Linked DNA regions of Mus musculus: region 2 is linked to region 1. Evidence: chromatin contacts called from public promoter capture Hi-C data. All regions are on one chromosome and are shown on one strand. The core of a region is the stretch at or near the end of the contact, and the rest is flanking DNA. Distances in the headings are between cores, read along the strand shown.

Region 1 (6,784 bases), core at 1,511-4,010:
TAGAGGACACCTTTGTGGTCTGTTTTTACCTTACTTGTTAAGGCAATATCCTCTGTTCCTGTTTCTGCCGCACCGTGTACTGCAGGCCGACCAGCCCTGAGGCTTCTGAGCAGGTTCCCTCTTCCCATCTCCTATCGCACCACCGGAGTCCTGGTATTACAGATGTGCACCACCACATTCAAACTTTGTATGTGGGTTCCAGGGATGGGGCTCACAGCACATCTACCCACTGAGCCATCTTCCTAGCCCCCTTTTTATGTATAAAAAAGGTTAATGAGTCTTTAGAAGTCTCACTTACTAGCCAGGAATGATGACAGACACCTATGAGCCTGTCACTAGGGAGATGGAAACTGGAGGATCATGATTTCAAGGCCATTCGGGACAATCTGGGATGTATGAGACCCTGACTCAGAAGAAGCAAAACAAAACCAAAACTCACTTCTCAGCCTGGGGCTTCTTTGTGGCAGGCCTCTGAGAAGTCCCACCATAATGGGAAGACACCATCCAGCTCAGATTCCTAAGGCAAACATAACTCTAATTATGTCTGGCCCATAAACCACCGGCAAGTCTTTATGGAATGACATTCAACCAAAGCCAGCTGGTCATATCACAGTCTCCAAATATGATGACCATTCATGAGCCCCACTCTCTATCCTCAGACATCATGGCCTGGGGCTCGTCCATAGCTGTCTATAAAATCTGAGAGGTTTCCAGGCTCTGGTCTGTGTTTTTAGAGGAGCTCAAATCTGACGCCAAAGCTGACAAACCTCGGCCACTCTTGAGGGTGGAATTGTCCATGGATGGTTTTATGAGACATCTTTACGTAGAAGGTGTGAGGAGGTTTTCTGCGGACACATGTGCTGAGGGATAAGGAAGCCTACAGCATCTTAATTTGCTTCCAGAAGATGCCGAGAGGACCGTGTGCTGGGAGCTAGGGCAAAGCTGATGTGAAGAAGCAGTGTCCTCGGGAAGGCTGAGCGAGGCTGTGAGCGTGTTTGCATTGGCAGAGATTCTTCAGTGAGGAGAGCCCAAATGCAAGCCACATTACTTTAGAGGAAGATAATGTTAAGGCTGGAAGAGTGAGGGTGAATTCAAGTTAACAAGTAAAGGCATCAAGTCATTTCTTCATTGAACGTACATCCCAAATCCCCACTTTGTACGAAACAGCGTGCAATCCTGAACAGTGGGGTCACTGTAGTACTAAGACTATCGCCACTGTCCCTGTCCTTGGGGCTGCCAGCCTCACAGGGGGAAGTCAATACCCAGGGCAAAGTGAAAGAATGGGATAATAAGGGGATATAATATAGTCCTTCCTTCCTTCCTTCCTTCCTTCTTCTCCCATACATTAGATTTTGACCAAAGTTTCTCCTACTTCCATTCCTCCCAGCCCCTCCTCTGACCTTCCTTGTCTCCTAAATTCATTCCTCAGTTTCCCTTCAAAGGAAGGAAGGAAGGAAGAGGAAAGAAGGAAGGAAGGAAGGAAGGAAGGAAGGAAGGAAGGAAGGAAGGAAGGAAGGAAGGAGCAAGCAAGCATGCCTCCCAGGGACATCAACTAAACATAGCATTACAAGTTTCAATAAGACTGGGCCCAGGGCTGGAGAGATGGCTCAGTGGTTAAGAGCACCGACTGCTCTTCCAGAGGTCCTGAGTTCAAATCCCAGCAACCACATGGTGGCTCACAACCATCCGTAATGAGATCTGACGCCCTCTTCTGGTGCATCTGAAGACAGCTACAGTGTACTTAGATATAATAATGAGTAAATCTTAAAAAAAAAAAAAAAGAAGAAGAAGAAGAAAAAAAGACTAGGCCCATCCCCTCATATCTAGGCTGGACGAAGCAACCCAGTCAGAGAAAAAGGGTCTTAAACATGGGAAAATGGGAAAAAGAGTCAGAGACATGGCCACTCCCAGTGTTGGAAGTTCCATGAGAGCGTCAAGCTACACAGGCATAAGATATGCAGAGGACCTAGCTCAGACCCATGCAGTCTCTGCAGTTGCCACTTCACACATGAGACCCTAGATTTAACCCTCCGAGCTGCAGAAGCAGAGCCAGGTGAAGAGATGAGACGTCGGCAGCAGATCGGACCTCTCAGAAAGACTCCACGCCTCCAGTGGTTAGAGATACTCCTGAGATGATTCTCTTTACAGGAAAGGCAAGGGACACATTACTCGTGACTGGAAGGCTGTGGACATAGCTCGAGGGCTGAGCACTCTCTGGAACATACAGCTTCGTGCTTAGAACTGGCTAAGGATGGGGGTCAGAAGTAGATCATGTCGTACTGTGGACAGGACTGGATTTCCATCCTTATCTACAGCTCTGTGATTCGGCTAGTTAAATCTATTCAACTAGCCCAGTACTGTCTCCAGGAAGACGGCACATGGATAAGGATCATGGCATATGCTGGGCATTCAGACAGCCATGGTTATTACTGAGGCTGCCTCCTTTATTGGCCAGAGTATTGGCAACCACTCCATTCCCTTCGCGCTCACTGGACTCTTGGCAGACGTCAGTACCCAGAGTTCTGGGCTCTAAAGTAACTAAGGTCTTCTTGTTTTTCAGGATGAAGAAGACCTGGCTCAGGCCTTGATCTGGCCTGAGATTCAACAGGAACTGAAAATCATTGAATCAGAGGAGGAGTTCTCTTCCTTGCCACCCGCTGCTCAGAAGACAAGCCCGATTCCTGAGTCAAGCCCAGCCCCATTTCCCTTCCCAGAAGCCCCTGGGAGCTTGCCTAGTAGCTCTGCTCCTCGGGAGGTGTGGACTAGGGACGCAGCCAATCAGAGCATACAGGAAGCTGCTATCCTCACTGACAGAGAGAAGCTAGAGCCAGTCTGCAGCCTCCTCGAGTCAGAGTCTCAGCAGGAGCTCAGCCCAGACCCAGCCAGTCTAGCGCCTCTGGAAATGCTTCTGTTTGAGAAGGTATCTTCTCCGGCTAGGATAGAGATAGGAGGCCCAAGGAATCTCTCTCCCCCTCTTACTCCTGCTCCTCCTCCCCCCACACCTCTGGAGGAGGAGCCTGAAGTCCTGCTGTCAAAGGAAGGTCCTGACAGGGAAGATGCAGCCAGGGATTCCAGGACAGATGTCTACACAGAGCAGCCAACCCCCAAAGAGAGCCCTGGCATCCCTACCCCCTGTCAGAGAGAGGAAGCTATTGCAAGCCCAAATGAGAAGCAAAACGCAAGGCATGCTGTTCCTGAGAACAAAGGCCCTGGTCTTCCAAGCCCAACCAAAGAGGTTGACATCATCCCACAAGAGGAGGGAGGTGCTCCGCATTCAGCACAAGAGCCTTCAGACTGTGACGAAGATGACACTGTGACGGACCCTGCCCAGCATGGCCTGGAGATGGTGGAACCCTGGGAGGAACCCCAGTGGGTGACCAGTCCCCTTCATTCTCCCACCTTGAAAGAAGTTCAGGAGTCCCAGACGCAAGGCTCCCAGGGCCACCGATTAGAGAGGAGACTTTGCCACAGGCCCAGCCTTCGCCAGAGCCATTCTCTCGATAGTAAAACCACTGGAAACAGCCACTGGACTCTTGAGGCGCCCTTCTCCAGCAGTTGTGCCAATCTGGAAACAGAGAGGAACTATGAGCCTCTGCAGCCCCCGGCAGCCAGGACCAAGATTGCCGGATTGGAAGAGAAAGCCCTAAAAGCCTTCAGAGAGTTCTCTGGCCTGAAAGGGTTAGAGGTTCTTCCCAGTCAGAAGGGACCATCTGGTATACAACCCAAACCAGTAGAAACCAACTTCATGGGTTTAGCAGAGGGAAAGGAGCAGGAACCACAACTGGAACTTAGCAACCGTCAGATGAAACACAGTGATGTTCCCGGGCCAGATAGCAGCAAGGAGAGTTCACCGAGGGCTCAAGACAGCACCTTACCTGGGGAACATCCCTTACAGTTACAGCTTAAGAACACTGAGTGTGGGCCCTCAAAAGGGAAACACAGGCCGTCTTCCCTCAACCTGGACTCTGCCACTCCCATAGCTGACCTTTTCCGACTTGAGAATGGGGCTCCCTTTAGCTCACCTGGAATAGAGCTCTCTGAACTAGGAGACACCAAGGTCACCTGGATGAGCTCCTCTCACTGCAAAGCAGCCCCCTGGAATTCCCAGGACACGCAGGACCTGGACATTGTTGCCCACACCCTGACAGGCCGCAGGAATTCGGCTCCTGTAAGTGTGTCAGCTGTGAGAACCTCCTTCATGGTCAAAATGTGTCAGGCCAAGGCAGTCCCTGTCATCCCACCCAAGATCCAATACACACAGATCCCACAGCCCCTGCCCTCTCAGAGCACAGGGGAGGGAGGGGCTCAGCCTCTGGAGAGAAGCCAGGAAGAACCTGGTTCAACCCCTGAGATCCCTCAGAAATCCACCAAAGATGATTCTCCCTCCTCCCTGGGAAGCCCAGAGGAAGAGCAACCAAAGCAAGAGACAGGAGCCTCCGCATCCCGGAGGCAGGCCAGCATTACATCCTGCATGTATGAGGGGTCCTCCTGCTCTCCAGAACCAAGTGCATCCACTCTGGCCTCCACACAGGATGCGGTGGTGCAATGCAGAAAACGCACATCAGAGACAGAGCCATCAGGAGACAACCTTCTTTCTTCCAAACTGGAGCGAGCATCTGGGGGTCCTAAAGCTTTCCACAGGTCAAGGCCAGGAAGACCTCAGAGCCTAATCTTATTCCCTATCATGGACCATCTACCTTCCTCACCCACAGTGATAGATTCCAAGGTCCTACTGTCCCCTATCAGGAGCCCTACTCAGACAGTTTCCCCTGGTCTTCTCTGTGGAGAGTTGGCCGAAAACACATGGATCACACCAGAAGGGGTCACGCTTAGGAATAAAATGACCATCCCTAAGAATGGCCAAAGACTCGAGACTTCGACAAGCTGTTTTTACCAGCCCCAGCGGAGATCCGTGATTCTGGATGGAAGAAGTGGGAGACAGATAGAATGAGACCATCCGACCTGCTGTTGTCTGTAAATCTTTCAGGTTCATCTGGTCCTTACGGGCATCAACTGGCCATTCTCCAGGCACACGCTATGGAAATTTGTGCTTTTATTTGCCTCTGGCCACCTCCTCTCTCTCCCTCTCTCCCCACCTCTCCTTTGTCTTTGACCGTGTATGAGTCCATTTGCAAGAAGAGTGGTCAAGACAAGGACCGAAGAGTGAGGTTTAAGGAAGTCCACATGAGCAAGTGGGGAAGGTTAGGCAAGGAAGAGGAGGGAATGCTTGCCTCCGATGGCAATCGGGGCTCATCTATGAGACAGATTATGCCTCCATTATCATTCTCTTATGCTCTCAAGAGCTGCCTGTGATAGTAACCCTTGAAAGAAAGAAATTATTTTTTGACTGGGTCAGAAAAATCTTCCTGTTTTGATTGGAGGCTTCTTTGTGCTTTTTAATGCTCTTTAAAGCACTTGTTCTTTTAGAGCAGTTTTTAATAAGCTTATAAAGGTGTATTTACTCCCCCCTCCCCAAATAGAAGCAGATCTGGAAATGCAAACTAACATGCACGTAAGATCTCTAGGTCGGGGAACCTCCTTGTGCGCTTTCCCTGGGATGGCTGCAGACCTGTCCGAGGCGACCCACAAATCAGCACAGAAAGTCAGAGTCTGTACTCAAGAGCAAAGCCCCGACTGGTCCCACCTACAAATGCTTCTTGGTACTGGCTTTATTGTGACTCCACCTGCCACCGTGCTGATTAACAAATCCAGTAGCTAGGCAGACTGAGTCCTGAGCGGAGGACCACAAGACGTCTAGGTAGGCAGGGGTGATGTGTCTGCTCTCTTAATAGTACCAGAGTCCGGGTGCCACATGTCATAGAGGAAGGCACAACTTCAGACCTGATGTGTCTGAGCTGGTGAGGCATTAAAAGGAAAGCTCTAGCTCACCTTTACTCTCCAGCCCCAGCCTGGGCCCAGCCGGATGTGTAAAGAGGCCAGGAGGAGCCCCATCTGTCACTGTCCTCAGAAATGCCTTGCCTTTAGCCAGCGGCTCTCTTCCTTTCTCCTCCTCTCACTGTTGCTCAAGGGCAGATTTGAGACAGCACTGTCTGCATTTCCCATATCCACCATCCACTCGGGTGCTCTGACTTGCTCTGACTCTTGTCTGGACACAAGCAGATGCAGTATACCTGTCTGATGTCCCTTACACCTGCTGGAGGAAGGTTTCTGGCTCTTCCCCCACAAAGGCATAACGGGGCGCTTCTCAGATTCCAGCCTGGCTAAACTGTCCAGAAGCTTGGTCACTGCACAAGTTTCTCTAAAGACTGGCAGTATCTCTGGGCTGAGCCCACAAAGCCAGTACTGGAGTGGGTAAGGGGCTAAGCTGAAGTCATCTCCAGTGGGAGTGTAGAAGCTGATGGCCCATTGCAGATCTCATGCTCTCCTTTCCTTCCCTGATACACCTTAAGGATTTGAAATCTTGCCCTTGGTTTGTTTTGTTTTTGTTTTTTGGTTTTTTTTTGTTGTTGTTGTTAAGCCAGCGCCTGATGCAAGGATACCTAGAGTGACCTAAAGAGAGTGACCCTCCATGAGGAGCAAGGGGAACAGTTAATAGGCCTTCAGTCTTTGCTTTCTCATTAGGTGAGGAAAGCACTGGACCAACAAAAACTGAGATGTTGACCAAACAAGAAGTCTTAGGACATAGCATTTCTCCCTAGTCATGAAAGGTGAAGAAATATGGTGTGGAGAGGCGAAAAGTGGCTATGTTCTGGAGACCTGAAAAGTGCATTCCTGCCTCAATCAGGAAATACGGTGGACAAGCTTGGTGCCAGGCTCAATGTCG
Region 2 (6,333 bases), core at 1,570-4,069, 160 kb before region 1:
ACCTCTGAGCTATATCCAACTGATCTTATTGCCCCCTCTCAGTCTAGTCAAGTTGAAAACCAAGACTGACCATCACGATCACATTCATGAACTTAACAATGAAGGGACTCTTAACTATCATAAAACAAAACAAAACAAAACAAAACAAAACCAAAAACAGCTACATCAGGGCCATGTGGATAGAAATAGTGGCCCCACATAACCTCCTAGGCAGCAAAGAGAAGTTTTTATGAGAGACCTGGCATGCATGCTCTAGAAGGGACTGCTAGTACTTACGATGCTCCAAGTAGCTAGCTGAGAGCACAGGATTACCGGGGGCCTTCCCTCCTAGAGCTCTGAACTGAACAACCCCAGGTTCTTAGGAACCACAGCCACAGCAAGAGGAGCAGGGTCTGGAAGGACCCAGATGTACAGATGAGGGAGGATACGGTGTGAGACCCTGGTGAGGAAGTGCGTAGGCTAAGGAGCACTGAGCCCAGCTTTGCTGTGGGGAGGAGCAGCAGATGCCTCCAGGGAAACCACAGAACTGCTCTTACCGTTGTTATCCAGCAAACGCCTCTGTGTGTACTGACTTTTGCTTTTGATCCTTTTTCTGGAAGAGGGTACATTTTAAGAGGCCCTCAAGTGAGTTTACAACTATATTTTAAAGGGCTGTAAGGTCCCCAGAATGAGGAAGATGGAGTCATACAGTTACAATGGAGTCCTTGGAGAAAGGAGGCGGGCACGGAGGAGTTATTAGCAACAAAATTCACCATGAATCTGAAACACTTGGGCAAGGTACTTTAACTTCCTGCCACTGAATGTGTGGCAGGTGAAAACATTTCCATTTGGTTTGGTTTGGTTCTGTTTCACAGTCCAGGCTGTTTATTCCTTTTCGTACCTTAAGCTACAAATTCATACAGGATTAGCTCCAGCAGCTCAGACTCCTACGAAGTGTCCAGCTCTGGGTGGCGCAGGCTGGTACTTTAGCTGATCCCAGGTGCCCTTCTCTTTGGCTTCCTTGACTTCTGATCCTTTTCCTTCACCCCTTCCAGGAAGCTGTCTTTGGTCTCAGAGTACTTGATATGCTCAAGTCACACATGAGTTCTCTTGGCAAGAACCTTGCCCTTAACTTGCTAGCTTACAATGATTCCCACAGCACGCTGGGTGGTGATGTAGACTCTTCCAGTTTTGCCACAGTCACACTTAAGGGACATTTCCTTATGAACAGTGCCCAGTCCCTTGATGTCAACAATACCAACCTCCTTATAGATTCGCATGCATGAGGCAAAAGGAACAAGTCCATATTTCCTACAAGGCCTAGAGAACAGAGACCCAGTGTCCCTCCTCTTCCTCTTTGTGATTGTAGGCGAAAACATTTCTTATACCTACACCCATGGGGCTGTTGGGACAATGAAGAAGCCAGAGCTCAGTGATGTTATAACACAGTGATACAGAGCTGCCATCAGAAGTCACGGAGACCCTGAAACTGAAATTGCCTGCCACCTGCAGCAGAATTTTGCCCAGGATAGCAATGGTAAGGAGGTGCCACAAAAGGGGCGGGGGGGGGGGGGGACTGGCAGGTGGGCATGTGCATGATCCATACAATAAAACTGGACCAAAGTAAGATCTAAGTCTGAAGGGATGGGTAAGAAGTACAAAGCAAATATAACTCAGTGGTGGAGAACCTGCATACTGCAAAGGCCTCATGTTTTTCTCTCGTCAGCGTGTGTGCACGCATGCACACACATACACACTCTGGGCCACCGTTTTTCTCCGAGCTTACATTTAAATCACAAGGTAAGCGTATTCGATTCTGCAAGGAAGACAAAGGCTTGCTGATGGTGTCTGGGAAGAGCAGCAGTGTCTGGCCAGATGTAAGGGAAAGTTAAACAGCAAGCTAGGTACAGGCCATCTCTTAAAGTGCACAGTCTCTGATGGAGGCCATGATGGTCACACCAGAGTGTAAGGTCAAAATCAGGTCCCAGTGGACAATTATCTCTTCATGCTGATGGCCAGGTTAACACCATGATACAATGTAGACTCTCTCAGTCCACAGCCTGTCCTTAATCCCCCCTCCCACCCACCCACCCCCCGCCACCTCCTCCCCTTGAGTAATTAGAAAAAGGAATGGGGCAGGAACAGAATGCCTAAAGTTAGGAGGTTAAGAGTCGGTCACAATTGGGCATGTAACCTGATGACATTTCCTCAGAGAAGGAGAGAACACCGAGGTTAAGTGGACCCTCACCTCTTGTTCCTGTTGCTCCTCCCAGCCTCATGGTCTAAGTACACTCCTAAGTGCACGTGACCTTGAGGTCGGGGGAGATGCTAAGTTAGAGAGGCTAGGGAAGATCAACCCGAAGCGCTGCCATCTGTGTGGGCACAGGGACCCTGACCTCCATGCTGACTGCAGACCTTCCAGGAAGGCTGCTTTCAGGTCACCTGTGCTCCTGCCAGCAGCCTCTCACGCATGGTCTGTAAGCAAACCTCAGAAGCACACTGCTGGAACTCTGGTGGAATCAAACTGTGATTTGTCCCGGGGACCTCACAAGGAAGGGGTTACGCTCCCACCGAAGAGGACTTCTCATGGGAGTCACAAAAGCATCCTCTTAAGTGATCCAAAGTAAGAGACCTACTTCGAAAGAGCAACACAGGAGCAAAGACCAAGGAAGTTGATCAAGAGTCGGTCAGTTTCCCTTTCTCGCTCTGCAGGGTCTGGCAGTCTCCCACCCTCTTTTCCAGGTTAGTTTTAGTTTCACACACACTTCCCCCTCCCTCCTCCTAACTGACTGCTTGCGGCTGTGTGCTCTCCAGCTCCACGCAGATGCCTGCATCTGCTTCTCCATAGGAACTTCCTGTTTCCTTGCACCAGCACTTTCTCTGCCTCTCCAGACTGGCCTCTTGGCCCCTAGCCTAGTGGCATAGCTCCACAGGAGTAGCAGGCCTTGGAGGAAGGTGACAGGGAAGTGTGTGTACAGTCAGCTTAATTTACATAGAGCTTACCTGCATCTGATACATCCCAGCCGGTTATATTTGACTAGGAGCTGGTATTAAATACAATTAAAGGTCATATTCCTCTATTGGGAGACAGCTAGAGAGCGGAAGGATGGATGGTGGAATTTCCCATGGCAGCTCTGAAAGGCAGGAACTTGTCCTGGATATCCTGGTTCCCAAGCAGTCTACGAAGGTGGACATGTGCGGCCCCGCCCTTTCCTAGAACTCTGGCAAGATGTCCCCAAAATAGACAGGATGTTCAATTCAAACACTGGCCTAGAGGGCGCCATGGAATTGTCTGGGAGAGGAAATCAAGCTGGATGGGCAGGTTATTAAAGTTCTCCTGTGTGGGAAAGCCTGTCAAGTCCCACCACAGGTACTGCAGGGCGGGGGGCCCCCACAGACACTACAGGCCGCCCCGTACAATTGCGTGGGTCACATTCTTTCTCCTGCCCTTTCCCTTTGTCTTTGTGTTTCTTGCCAAGGTTTTGGGAGACCTTTTTTTTCTCCTTACTTTATCCTTTAACTGCTGCTCTGCACATTAAGGGAAAATGGGCGTCTTTCCCCATTTCTCGCCTCCCTAACTCACTCCGGACACCACATCATGGCCTCGCTCGCTCGCAGTAAGTACGCCGCCCAGCCAGGGCCACCTTACCTGTAGCCCGTGCTGTTCCGGCCCACCACCAAGTGCTTGGGCTGATCACCGCAGGTGTAGAGGTTGAAGTCATTCTCAGGCACCAGGTCCACGTCGTGGAATACGAAGCAGTCCCAGTTCTCCTCCTTGAGAGCTTCCAGATAGCCCACGTTCAGGAGCTTGGCTCGGTTAAACTTTTTACTTCCCGTCTACGGAAAACACACGTGAAAATGAAGAGTTCCAAAGAAAAGTGCTCTCCTCCACCGCCATTTAGGAGTGTTATATTACCTCTGCTTATTAGCAAGACAACATACTCTAGGGTCTAACAGAGGAAATGCAATCATAACAAACAAACCATTGGGTTTGGGCTTTGTGTTTCATGCATATCTATATTCTATAATTTAAAAGCATCCCGTTGGGCCTAGCAAGTTGTCTGATGGTGGATAATTTGCTTAGGTGAAAAGACTAAAAGTCCAGTAGATTGGTTGTATGAGAGTAAAGTTTGTTTCTGTTTTTGAGACATTTCTCCAAGCTGGCCTGAAACTCACTGCAATTCTCCTGCCTCAGACTCCCAAATGCTGGGATAACAGAATGAGCCATCCTCTAGCTGCATATGTAGCAGAGGATGGCCTTGTTGGCCATCAATGGGAGGAGAGGACCTTGGTCCTGTGAAGGCTCTTTGCCCCAGTGTAGGGGAATGCCAGGGCCAGGAAGCAGGGAGTGAGTGGGTTGGTGAGCAGGGGGAGAGGGGAGGGGAGAGGAGATTTTCAGAAGGGAAACTAAGAAAGGGGACATTTAAAATGTAAATAAAGACAATATCTACTAAAAAAAAAAAAAAAAAAAAAAGAATGAGCCATCAAACCTGGTCAGAAAACAGCTTCATTTTTAAAGAATAATTTTATTTTTCAGTGTGTTGTGTGGGTGCATGGTGTGTGTGTTTGTGTGTGTGTGTGTGTGTGTGTGTGTGTGTGTGCTCGCACACATACTACATGGGTGTAAGTGGCCTCTGAGGGCAGAAGTGGACATCAGGTCCCAAGATCTGGAGTTGCAGGCAGTTGTAAGCTGCTGGAAGTGAGCTAAGGATCTGAGCTTTGCCCTCTGCCAGAGCCTGATGTGGTCGAGTTGCTGAATCATCTCTCCACACATTCCCACACATACGTAACACTACTCAACAGTACACTTAAAAGTTAACAAGATGGTTTTTAAAAAATGAGAAAGTAGCTGAGATAATTTTTACGTGGTATTCTTTAGCACCAAAAAAAAAAAATGCAATGTAGTTTTAAAATACAAATAAAAATAAAGCAACAGAATTGTGCACTTCAATTTATTAAGAGGCTGGAGCTCGTGTGAAGTGTTCTTCTAAGCTCAGTTTTTAAAGGGTCTTAATGGATTCCACAGGAAGCGACAAAGCCCCTAGAAGGTTCTTGTCACAACAGTTACTGTTACTGCTTTCCTGTCGGCTGCTGGCTGAGCTCCAGCTAACCCTGGGCACTGACAATGAACTTCCAAGAGACTAAGCTAAGAACTTGTCAGGAAGCATGAGGAAACTGTGCCCTATCAACCGAGAAGGCTGCTGCTAATACTTCTAAGCTACTTAAAACTTTCTTGGAAATGGCTCAACAAAATCCTGTTACAACACTAATGACAGAGGCTATTCCTTAATACGGCCTGTAAGATCATCAACATTTAACGTGCTACATGACACCAGGACTTTTCAGTACCACTTTGCTCAAGGCTAGCTGAGTGCTGTAAAAATAAAGTCTCACTTGACAGCTTATCATAACAAAATCATAAGCGATTCTTTGAAGTTACAGCAGCAGTTTCCTAGAAAGAGTAACAAAGTAGGCATGTTTCTGTTCATAAAGAAAGAAAGAAAAACCAACAACACAGCACATGCCTATGTTCTCAGTACTCAGGAGGATCGAGAGTTTCAAGCTAGCCTGGCCAAGAAGGAAGGGGAAAGCGGGGAAAGGCAGGAAGATGAAAGAAAACAGAAGAGATGATAAAAGAGGGTCTTAGGAAACGGCCACACATGCCTAACAGCCTGGGTTTAACACCCAGAACGAACATAGAAAAGCCACATGGCTCTATAACCAGACAAGGCTCCCAGTACAGAGACTGAACACGAACCCAGCCACAAATCTTTCAACCTCTAATCTGTCCTGCCCACATGGTGTGTTGGGGTAAAGGTGGTGCAGAACTTGTGGGAATGGCCAACCAATGACTGGTTCAACTAAAGTTTAAATTAAAAAAAAAAAAAAAAAAAAAAAAAAAGCCAGATGAAGTGAAAACCCCTGCAACCCTGTGATAAGAGGGAAGGTGGGAATAGGAGGACTGCCTGGAAGCTGTCAGATACGCTAACCTGGAGTATGCAGCAGCAGAAATAATAAGAGAGACCCCTCACACACACACACACACACACACACACACACACAATCTTTTGAAAAGGAAAACAAACTAAAAATAGTGCCATATTTTGGTAGCTACCATCCAAAGTTAGAAGTCAGACTCAATAAATCGCCGGGCGTGGTGGCGCATGCCTTTAATCCCAGCACTTGGGAGGCAGAGGCAGGCAGATTTCTGAGTTCGAGGCCAGCCTGGTCTACAAAGTGAGTTCCAGTACAGCCAGGGCTACACAGAGTAAACCCTGTCTCGAAAAAACAAAACAAAACACACAAACAAACAGACTCAATAAATCACAGTTTTAACCAATGTCCTTAAAAAAC

The links. Capture Hi-C pulls out chosen DNA fragments and counts their contacts.
Region 2: a contact with region 1 is called in a promoter capture Hi-C map of adipose tissue. The contact joins two enhancer-like sites. A contact is called at or near these places in 2 of 484 Hi-C or Micro-C datasets (cranial neural crest and nephron progenitors), 1 of 115 datasets of contacts at active chromatin or transcription factors (microglia) and 4 of 9 other capture datasets (adipose tissue, embryonic stem cells, liver and 1 more).

Annotation. Positions count from the first base shown.
Region 1 is chr16:38,599,592-38,606,375 of GRCm38.p6, reverse strand. Arhgap31 (Rho GTPase activating protein 31) reads left to right here. Exons shown (of 12, transcript NM_020260.2): 12 at 2,561-6,784. The coding sequence ends at 4,951. Among named protein-coding and RNA genes, the nearest start is that of Gm36482, 12 kb to the left of the region's middle. Within about 2 kb of position 2,760, at least 87 of the 459 cell types and tissues checked have an H3K27ac peak or open chromatin away from gene starts, as enhancers often do. A contact at or near this core is called in adipose tissue, where this site is marked.
Region 2 is chr16:38,755,162-38,761,494 of GRCm38.p6, reverse strand. It overlaps B4galt4 (UDP-Gal:betaGlcNAc beta 1,4-galactosyltransferase, polypeptide 4), which reads right to left. Exons shown (of 7, transcript NM_019804.4): 4 at 3,629-3,816. Among named protein-coding and RNA genes, the nearest start is that of B4galt4, 16 kb to the right of the region's middle. Within about 2 kb of position 2,819, at least 51 of the 459 cell types and tissues checked have an H3K27ac peak or open chromatin away from gene starts, as enhancers often do. A contact at or near this core is called in adipose tissue, where this site is marked.